Linked DNA regions of Drosophila melanogaster: region 2 is linked to region 1. A link is a contact called in public Hi-C data. All regions are on one chromosome and are shown on one strand. Each heading gives the region's core, a stretch centred on a gene start, on an enhancer-like site or on the middle of the called end of the contact. The rest is flanking DNA. Distances are from core to core; before and after follow the strand shown. Region 1 holds the start of baz (bazooka). Region 2 holds the start of stas (Stasimon).

Evidence for each region. A called contact is a pair of places that touch in the nucleus more often than the background predicts.
Region 2: a Hi-C map of the OSC cell line shows a contact between it and region 1, with 4 times the contacts expected there. The contact joins the promoter of stas here to the promoter of baz in region 1. A contact is called at or near these places in 10 of 107 Hi-C or Micro-C datasets (the Kc167 cell line, the OSC cell line, the S2 cell line and 5 more) and 2 of 6 datasets of contacts at active chromatin or transcription factors (both in the Kc167 cell line).

What each region holds. Positions count from the first base shown.
Region 1 is chrX:17,157,921-17,162,118 of dm6, reverse strand. It overlaps baz (bazooka), which reads right to left and starts at 2,113. Exons shown (of 8, transcript NM_001347807.1): 1 at 928-2,113. The coding sequence starts at 1,047. It overlaps xmas (xmas,), which reads left to right and starts at 2,813. Exons shown (of 5, transcript NM_001370033.1): 1 at 2,813-2,948; 2 at 3,013-4,198. The coding sequence starts at 2,905.
Region 2 is chrX:17,625,529-17,629,726 of dm6, reverse strand. It overlaps stas (Stasimon), which reads left to right and starts at 1,832. Exons shown (of 4, transcript NM_132997.3): 1 at 1,832-2,298; 2 at 2,487-2,787; 3 at 4,069-4,197. The coding sequence starts at 2,277. CG8326 reads left to right here and starts at 235. Exons shown (of 2, transcript NM_132998.2): 1 at 235-386; 2 at 456-1,563. The coding sequence starts at 304. The coding sequence ends at 1,371.

The sequences.
Region 1 (4,198 bases), core at 864-3,363:
TGGCTTACAAAGATACGTATGTAAGATACGTAGCAATTGATAGATTCCTTTCAAAATCTTTTCAAATAGTGTGCAAAACTTAAAACTTAACTTAACTCTTCGGACTTAACTAATTGAAAGTGCATGCTAAGAAACAAAATCCTATAATTATAAGTTAATGGCCAACCAAATATACGATTATAATAACGCTCATTAGCGACACTTTTCTTTTTAATAACGTTTATGACCCCGATAACCATATCATATCAACATTTCAACTGGATGTCACAGAGAAGTAATAAGTAATAAGTAAAATGGTAATATTTTATTATATTTTGTCAGCACTTTCTGAAATGGGTTGGTAACCAACATAAATAAATGTAGGAGCACTAATTTCTACATGAAAAGATATCATTTTATTTATTTGTATTTGTTTATTCCATAAGAGCCATTTGATTTTTTTTTACCAGTTTCTACCATTATCTGTGTATAATAATATATATTTGAGAGCTTCGGGGTATTTTACGATATCTATTAGTTTTTATACTTTTGAATGCAAATATTCAAACGAATTGGGAGAGATAACGGTTGTCTATATGTATATCATTAATATAATCATAAATAATATTGGGCCTAACATTATTGTCTAGAATTCTAAGTTAATTGGGTTTTTTTTGTATGAATATAATAATGATACAATTAAAGAAAATTAGTATAATATTGGAATCCATTGGTATTTTTATAAGTCATACATATGTATGAAGTAAATGTCCTTTGTATGTATATATAATATATTTTGAGATAACCTTCTTTATAATTAATGTATTTATTATATCAGTTACATAGTACCTCCCGTAACTCCAGAAGTGTTATCCATCAAAATTACTATCGATGGGTAAAGTAATACTTTATAATACTATATCATATATATCAGGTATATCCCCTTACCTTGCCGGCCGCCTTGATGTAGCGTCGCGTGGCCTCCTTGACGAGATCGCGGACGAGGAGTTCGCCGGAACCACAGGGAACCAGAATGCGAACGTCGCCGAAGCAGACGGTGACCTTCATTTCGTACTTTTCGTGTTAACAATAACTATTATCGTCTTCGATCTGCGATAATAAGTATGTATTTTTGACTGCTGCAATGCACTTTTTATTTTGCACACACATATATGCACTTGATTAAATTGGGCGATCGTTTCTTTAACTTATTTTTTTCTCGAATTTTTCGGATTTTTTCCTATTACTATTTTGTATGCAGCTACTTTTTTTTAACGCTATGCTCGTCTGCCTGCAGCAGCTTTTTGTTGTTCTTGTTGCTGTTGTTGTTACGACCGCATCATCATCATCGTCGTCGCTTTCCAGCTATCGCCATCCTTGTTGCTCCTTTCGCGTGCACAGTGCGCTTGTTGTTGCTGTATTGTTGGTTGTTAGGCAGCTGCAACAAAAGTTGGTCTAGGGCGGCATGGGTGCGAGCGAGATGGCTGCGTGCCTGGAAAAAGGATCGGGATCGCTTTCCAGTATGTACTTGTAGTCGCTCTCGCGCGCTCTCCCTCTCTGTCGCTCTCTGGAAACTGGAACTCTCTTTTGCTATTTACTTAGCATATTTCACCGTAAGGCATCGTTGTTATTGTTTGTTTTGTTGTGTTTGTGTGATTCATACACGCGCGCATTAAAAAAAACGAGTTACAACAACGGCAACCATAATAACAAGAACAACAAACAGCGGGCCAAGATCATTTATTTACTTCTTTTTTTAACGTTCTTCGCTCTCGCTCGCAAACTTGGCATTTGTTTTGGTCAAATTATTATATATTATGCGCTGTAGATTGCATGGTTTTAAATTTACGGTTCGATCATCGTTTTTATATCTTTTCTGTTACTCTCTTTTAACGTTGCTTTTGTCGTGTTTTTCGTTTTCGGTTATCTCCTTTTTCGCCCGTTGGCGTCGCTTCTTTCTTGTTGTTTATCACTTTCAACTATTCATATTTCGATTGCAAGTGGAATAGTATCGTTGACCGCCACTCTTATTAACGAACTATTTGAACTCAAAAAAATGCAAAAAAAATCCACGAGCAGCGCGTTGATTACTGCGCTTCGAGTTCGAATTCGCCCTGGCGAGCAACAACAAATGACCAAAATTCTGGGGATGGCAGGCTCATCGATACTATCGGAACAGCAGCTTGGCTTCTTCGCGGTATTTGGTTATACTTTACTGGGCGGTCACACTACTGCTCGTTATCTCCCGCTTATTTTAAAATCAGGGATTGGGCTAAATGCCATCTAATTCTGCAATAAGTTTTATTGAATTTGCATTGCTTTATATAAGTCAGCCTATTAAATAGAGATATTGATTAAGAGGTAATTAATCGTCTTAAAATATTAAAGTGTAAAGATGAAAATATTTCTTATGTAAGCTATGTATAAATATAAAATACTAGGAACAACCAATTTCGATAGGATTAATTGTATAGTCCTAAGAACGACAGATAGTGTTATCAAGATCGAGGAGTTTGAATCGAGAGCTTAAAAGAGAATAAAAAGAACTTAAAAAGATTGCTACACCTATATATATATTCATATATATATAAGATAATATAAGAAGATGTTCGATTTCATTCAACAGTTTAAGGAACGCCCCAAGCATTTCCTAATTTCCTAAGAATATATGTTTACCAACTCCTGTTAACATTTTATTTATTAGGCAAATACATTCATCTCGAATGTAAAACATTAAAATTTTCAATTAAACCTGAACGATATTGTGTGGGTGGGATAGCCATTGCGGTATTTTTTTCGCGCCATTTTCAGATTTGCGTTATCGATTACCGGCAATCGCTTGACGGCAATATTGTAACAACAAAGCACACATTCGCTCTCATTCAGCTAAAAAAGAAACTAAAAACCTTAAACTATATTCGATCGATGGCAGAACCCCGTCCCGGCGGCTACAACTACAAGACATTATTGTGAGTAAAAGTTCGTTCATCAAAGGCAGAGCGATGTCAACTATAGTTCCATACGAATCCCCAGATGCAGAAACATTCCGGAGCTATTTTTGGACAAATATGTGGCGCGTTCGCACTTTGGACGTTTTGGAACCCTCGTAAACTTCGTCCTGCGTCCGCGGCGAATGACCTGCACCGTAAGCTATGCCAGCGAGGACGAGGCGGCGCGGGCGCTTCTCGATGGCGCCAGCTTTCAGGGTCACCTGTTTGATATATCCTATGCTGATAACGAGACGGCGCCGGCACAGAAAACGGAGGAGTGGGTGGATCCTGACATTCAGGCGGAGTTGAGTGCACTGCAGTCGGGCTGGCGCAATGAGTATGGGTCGGGCAAGCCGATAAAAAAACCACAAAATGGCAGCAGTGGTAGCGGTGGCAGTTCAATGCTGCCTGCCATACCAGTTGGGCCCGCAACGGCGCCGGTGAGCAGAGATCGTACGCCTGCCCAGCTCAGGGATCTTGAGAACATGATGCGCAGACCCGCCCATACAAGCGAGGAGAAGTTCAGCGTGCTGGATGCCCGCGATAAGCTGCTCCGGTTGAACCGAACGCAACACAAGCTGTCCGGTGCCACCCAGGGTCACTGCGCCGATATGTGTCCGGAAAAGGAGCGCGTGCTGAGAGAATTCCAGCGCCAGGTAGCCTACTATGAACTACAACCGGGCTCCGATGAGCTAATCTGTCACGAAAGAGCCCTGAAGCAGTACTCGCGCAGCAGTGCCGACCAGGAGACGCCACTGCCGCATGAACTGCGCAATGAGACTGCCCTGCACATGACCATGAGCTATCTAATGCATGAGATCATGGACATTAGCGAGCGCCAGGATCCGCAAAGCCATATGGGCGATTGGTTCCACTTCGTTTGGGATCGCACGAGGTCCATCCGAAAGGAGATCACCCAGCAGGAGCTATGCTCTCTGGGCGCTGTGAAGCTGGTGGAGCAGTGCGCCCGGTTTCACATTCATTGCGCCGCCCGTCTGGTTGACGCCGATCCCAGCGTCTTTGACAGCAAGATCAACGCCGAGAATCTAACCAAATGCCTGCAGACTCTGAAGTACATGTACCATGACCTGCGGATTAAGGGCGTTCCATGTCCCAAAGAGGCGGAATTCCGGGGCTACATTGTGTTGCTCAATCTGGCCGATGCCAACTTTCTCTGGGACATCGGTCAGCTGCCCGCGGAACTGCAGAGTTGTCCCGAAGTGCGTCAA
Region 2 (4,198 bases), core at 583-3,082, 470 kb before region 1:
ACTTTTCTCATTACAGCATATAAATCTTTATTAAAAATGTATATTATAAAATAGGGGAATATGAAGACTACTTAATACAATACATAGTGTAAAATACATTTATATATTTAATCTAATATATATTTAACTTTAATATTTCATTTGTAATTCTGGGCGCCAATGGTTTGAGTCCAAGCTTTAATCGATTTGGTATATTTATGGTTTGTTTTGGTATTTGTCAGCATGCATCGCGCTTAGTATTTTAACCCATGCTGTCGATACCACGAGTTTGTTTTACAAAAATTGAACCAAAACCCAAAATAAATGGCTCGGAAACGAAAGATTCCCGTGCGCAAGCACCACGGCGTCCGTGATCCCCTCAAGCAGCTGGAACAGAAGGAGAAGAAGTTTGTTCATAGTGGCAAGTCAGTCGAAAAAGGCAGCTAAACTAATATCTGCACCATTTCACATTTCAGACTTTCCAAAGTAACGAACAATCCGCCTGTGAAAAAGGATGAGCAGCAGGTGTCCTTTAAGTTCCGTCAGTTTCAGCAGCTTGCCAACGCCACCAAATCGGGCAAGAAGCTAAGATTGGGCGAAATTGGACGGGAGGATAAGCCCAAATCCTCTCCAGGATCCAAGCCTGGCAGTAGTTCCTCCTCAAAGGAAACGCGTAACATCAAGCAGTTCGCCAACGAAACGGACGAGGATTATCTGCGCCGAGTGAATCGCATGACCAATGCATCCGTACGGGAAGCCCACTACGAGGCCAAGTATGGTGTGAACGTGATCAGAAACCCCAAAACCGGGGAGATTACTGTCCAAAAGAGGCCGAAAAACGAGATCGACGAGCTGCTCAAGCAGAAGCAAAAGGAGCAACGGCTGGCGGGCAAAAGGGGTCGCAAAAAGGTTCAAGTCGTACACAAGCCCATGGATGCGAAGACCAGTCGCGAATTGGTGAAGAGGGCCTACAAGGAGGCCCAGCAAGAGGTTGATACCGAGGAGAAGCAGAATGCCGGGCCAACAGAATTCAAACAGGATGCTGTGGCATTTGGTGAGATCGTCCATGCCCCACCTTCCCTCAAAATCCTGCCGCGCAAAGCGGAAAAAAGTGAAACCGTGCCGCGTCCAGGACGCAAAGCCAATCTCCTTCTAAAGTCCATGCTGAATCCCGACCAGGGTCAGTCAAATCGTGGGCCGGAGGACGACGACAGCAGTCGACTAAAGCTGGCTGCCCAATCTAAGAGCGCCTTCAAAGCACCCACCAAGGCCCAGATGAAGGGCAAGCGGAAAGATCTGCCCTTGGCTACGAGGTCAATGCTTGAAACCGAGCGCAGCAAAATGGTTCAGCTATACCGTCAGCTCAAAAACAAGACAACAGCAGATTCCTAACAGATTCTAGACTAGATACCAACGTACTTTTTTTTTTACATGAAAACAAGTTAACCTAATCCCTTAAGTTTCGTGAATGCGTTTGCTACCCACTGAAGGTCGTAGTTTCATTATAGAATGTTAAATATATTGATGAGATTTTTATTAAATCTATTTTCATACAAAATAAAAAGTGCACTGTTTAATTCCACTATTTCTATCAGTATTTCATGGAGGTGGTAATTAATATGGAGTCTTTTGGCAAAAAGAAAAAGGGCACTATTATGTTGATATTTATAGATACAAAAAAAGTACTTCACTTGCTTATGCAGACACTCACATTTTTTTATTTACGTATAACATTAAAAAATATAAATAAAATTTAGAGAAACTAAAAAGTGGCGCTAAATATGACAGTATGACCAGATTTTATTAGAAACCCACGTTCAGTTTTGTGCGGTAGCTGTGTACACGCTTGGACTTAATCAACACTGCGCCTTCGGCCACACTGGTCGTGACGGAAATTTCTGAAATTAATTTATTTTAAATTGACTTTTAAGCGTGATCGTTCGCCGAAAAAGTCGGCTAAAGTGAAAAGCAATAGAAAAAATTTAAAAAAATTGCTATTAGCGCAGTAGTCAACTACAATTACTCTAGTTAACGCAGTTTTAGCCAACTTCCTATTTTTTTTATATTGATTAAATTCATTGTTGTAGACACACGCACATACACATACGCATAGGCACGCGGATAGAGAGAAGAACAACAAATTGTGACTGGCGCGCAAATAGGCACACAAATAGCATTAACAATTGATAAATAGCCTAGACGCTAAATGAGTCAATCGTGAATTAAAATCGGATATAGAAGGCTTATTAAATTTTCCTTCTTCAACTCGGGCTTACGTACATCGTGTCAAAGCCACAATGTCTTACTGCAGTGGTGTGGGTGAGTGTGCTGTTTTAGTTGTTTTTACTTATCAGCTGAGCGAAGGAACGGTGATTAACCCGCAGCTAGTGCGCAGCCCGTGAAGCCAAAAACGACTATTAACCCTTAGTCCGTGCATTCTGTTCACCACCACCACTTCTGCTTTGGAATGCATATTACATCTGCATGTCTCTGTTTTTTTTTTCTAGCCATTTCCGCTGACGAGGGGATTACAATGCGCAATGGCAGGGCAAAGGCGCTCCAGGAACACTCCCCGGATCAGGTGGCTACTCCACTGTTGCCACAGGTGCCGCCACAGGAGCAACAAGATCTTAATCCACAGCAACAACAGCAGCAGCAGCAACAACAACAGGCCACTCCGCAAAAGCAGGCCATGTCCGCAGACGAGAAGAAGGCCACCAAGAAGTCCCTGGTCATCGTAGCGGGCATTTTTGTGGCCAGCTTGGTCACCATGTGCTATGTGTACGCCATATTCCCCGAGCTCAACGCGTAAGTGGGTCTTTCTGGTGCTAAAGCGCCACAAATGTGTGTCCCCTGCGCATTCGTGCACCTGTAAGGTGTTAAGTGGCCTCCATGTGTGTGTGTGTGTATGCTTAGCTTGTCTCGCTTGATTTGCGAGCAGAGATGTCGACCAATGATCCGCTTAAAATAGCTAGGCTACATCCAACTATGATTAGATATGCTAGGTAGTCATTTACCTAATGCTAGTTATCTCCATTTCGCTTCTAAAACAATATTTTATGTTTAAATATCATAGATATTACATTTGTAGGATGTAAAACTCTTATTGCAAATACTTATTATTGGCTAGATCAGACATAACTATTTGTATGTAGTGAGAAAAGGGCCATTTAATTGTCCAAATATTTACTATAACAGCCATGTTAAATAAGTAACTTAACTCAAATGTCACGCTTTGCATAAGAAAAACTTTCTGCACACGATTATTATTATCTTTAAACTTTACCTAAAGCGGATTGTTATTTGATAGTCTGGTTCTGTGAGTGAGTAAACTTATTTTGTTTAAAGTTCAAGACGTTTGTGTACATATACTTCTATCAATTTGAATTCATCAGAATTTGATTTGCATGGAATCAGCAAGTCAGAGAACAATCTTTGTTTTTTTTTTGTCAAATTTGATCAGCAAACGTAACGTGTTGAAAACTATAAGTGCAGATCCCTCTAATCTTTTTCAAAGTCCCTTGGCAGACCCATTATTCTTATTGATAATGCTGTGAAATTTTACTTATCTATTTTGTTGTTCTTTTTTGTGTTCGTGCCTTTTCACTGCATTGGCATACAGTGATTATAAAGTAATTGAAATAGTAACCAAATCATGATACCTTTTACGGCATTATAAAAACACTTATCTGTATATCGTGAGTTTGCTTCCATTTAAGAGGCGTTTTTGGGCAGTAAAGATAGGAACTATTTACAAAGAGTTATTAAAGTATAGTATTCAATAAATAACAATGGTTTTCTATTTAGATAGTTAATCAAATAGTAATATTATATACCAGTCCCTAGCAACCAAACTTATCTAAATTTGTAAATTAAGAAATATTTCAATTAAGCTCCAGTTGAGTAGCCAGATTTGACTGGAAAATGGCTGAAATTACAGAGCTATCTGGCGAGAGGGTTTACTCGCACACACACACACACACACATCGAGTCACGCCACCGATATATGAAGTATTTGTATATATATACATATATACATAGACTGTGTTTACACCTCGTCTCGGTTTTGTTCTTGCCCAACTTCTGCAGGTCGGAGAAACAACACTTGAAAATTCCGCGTGATATCCAAGATGCTAAGATGCTAGCCAAGGTCCTTGATCGCTACAAGGACATGTACTACTTCGAAGTGATGTTTGGCGTCGTGGTCGCCTACGTATTG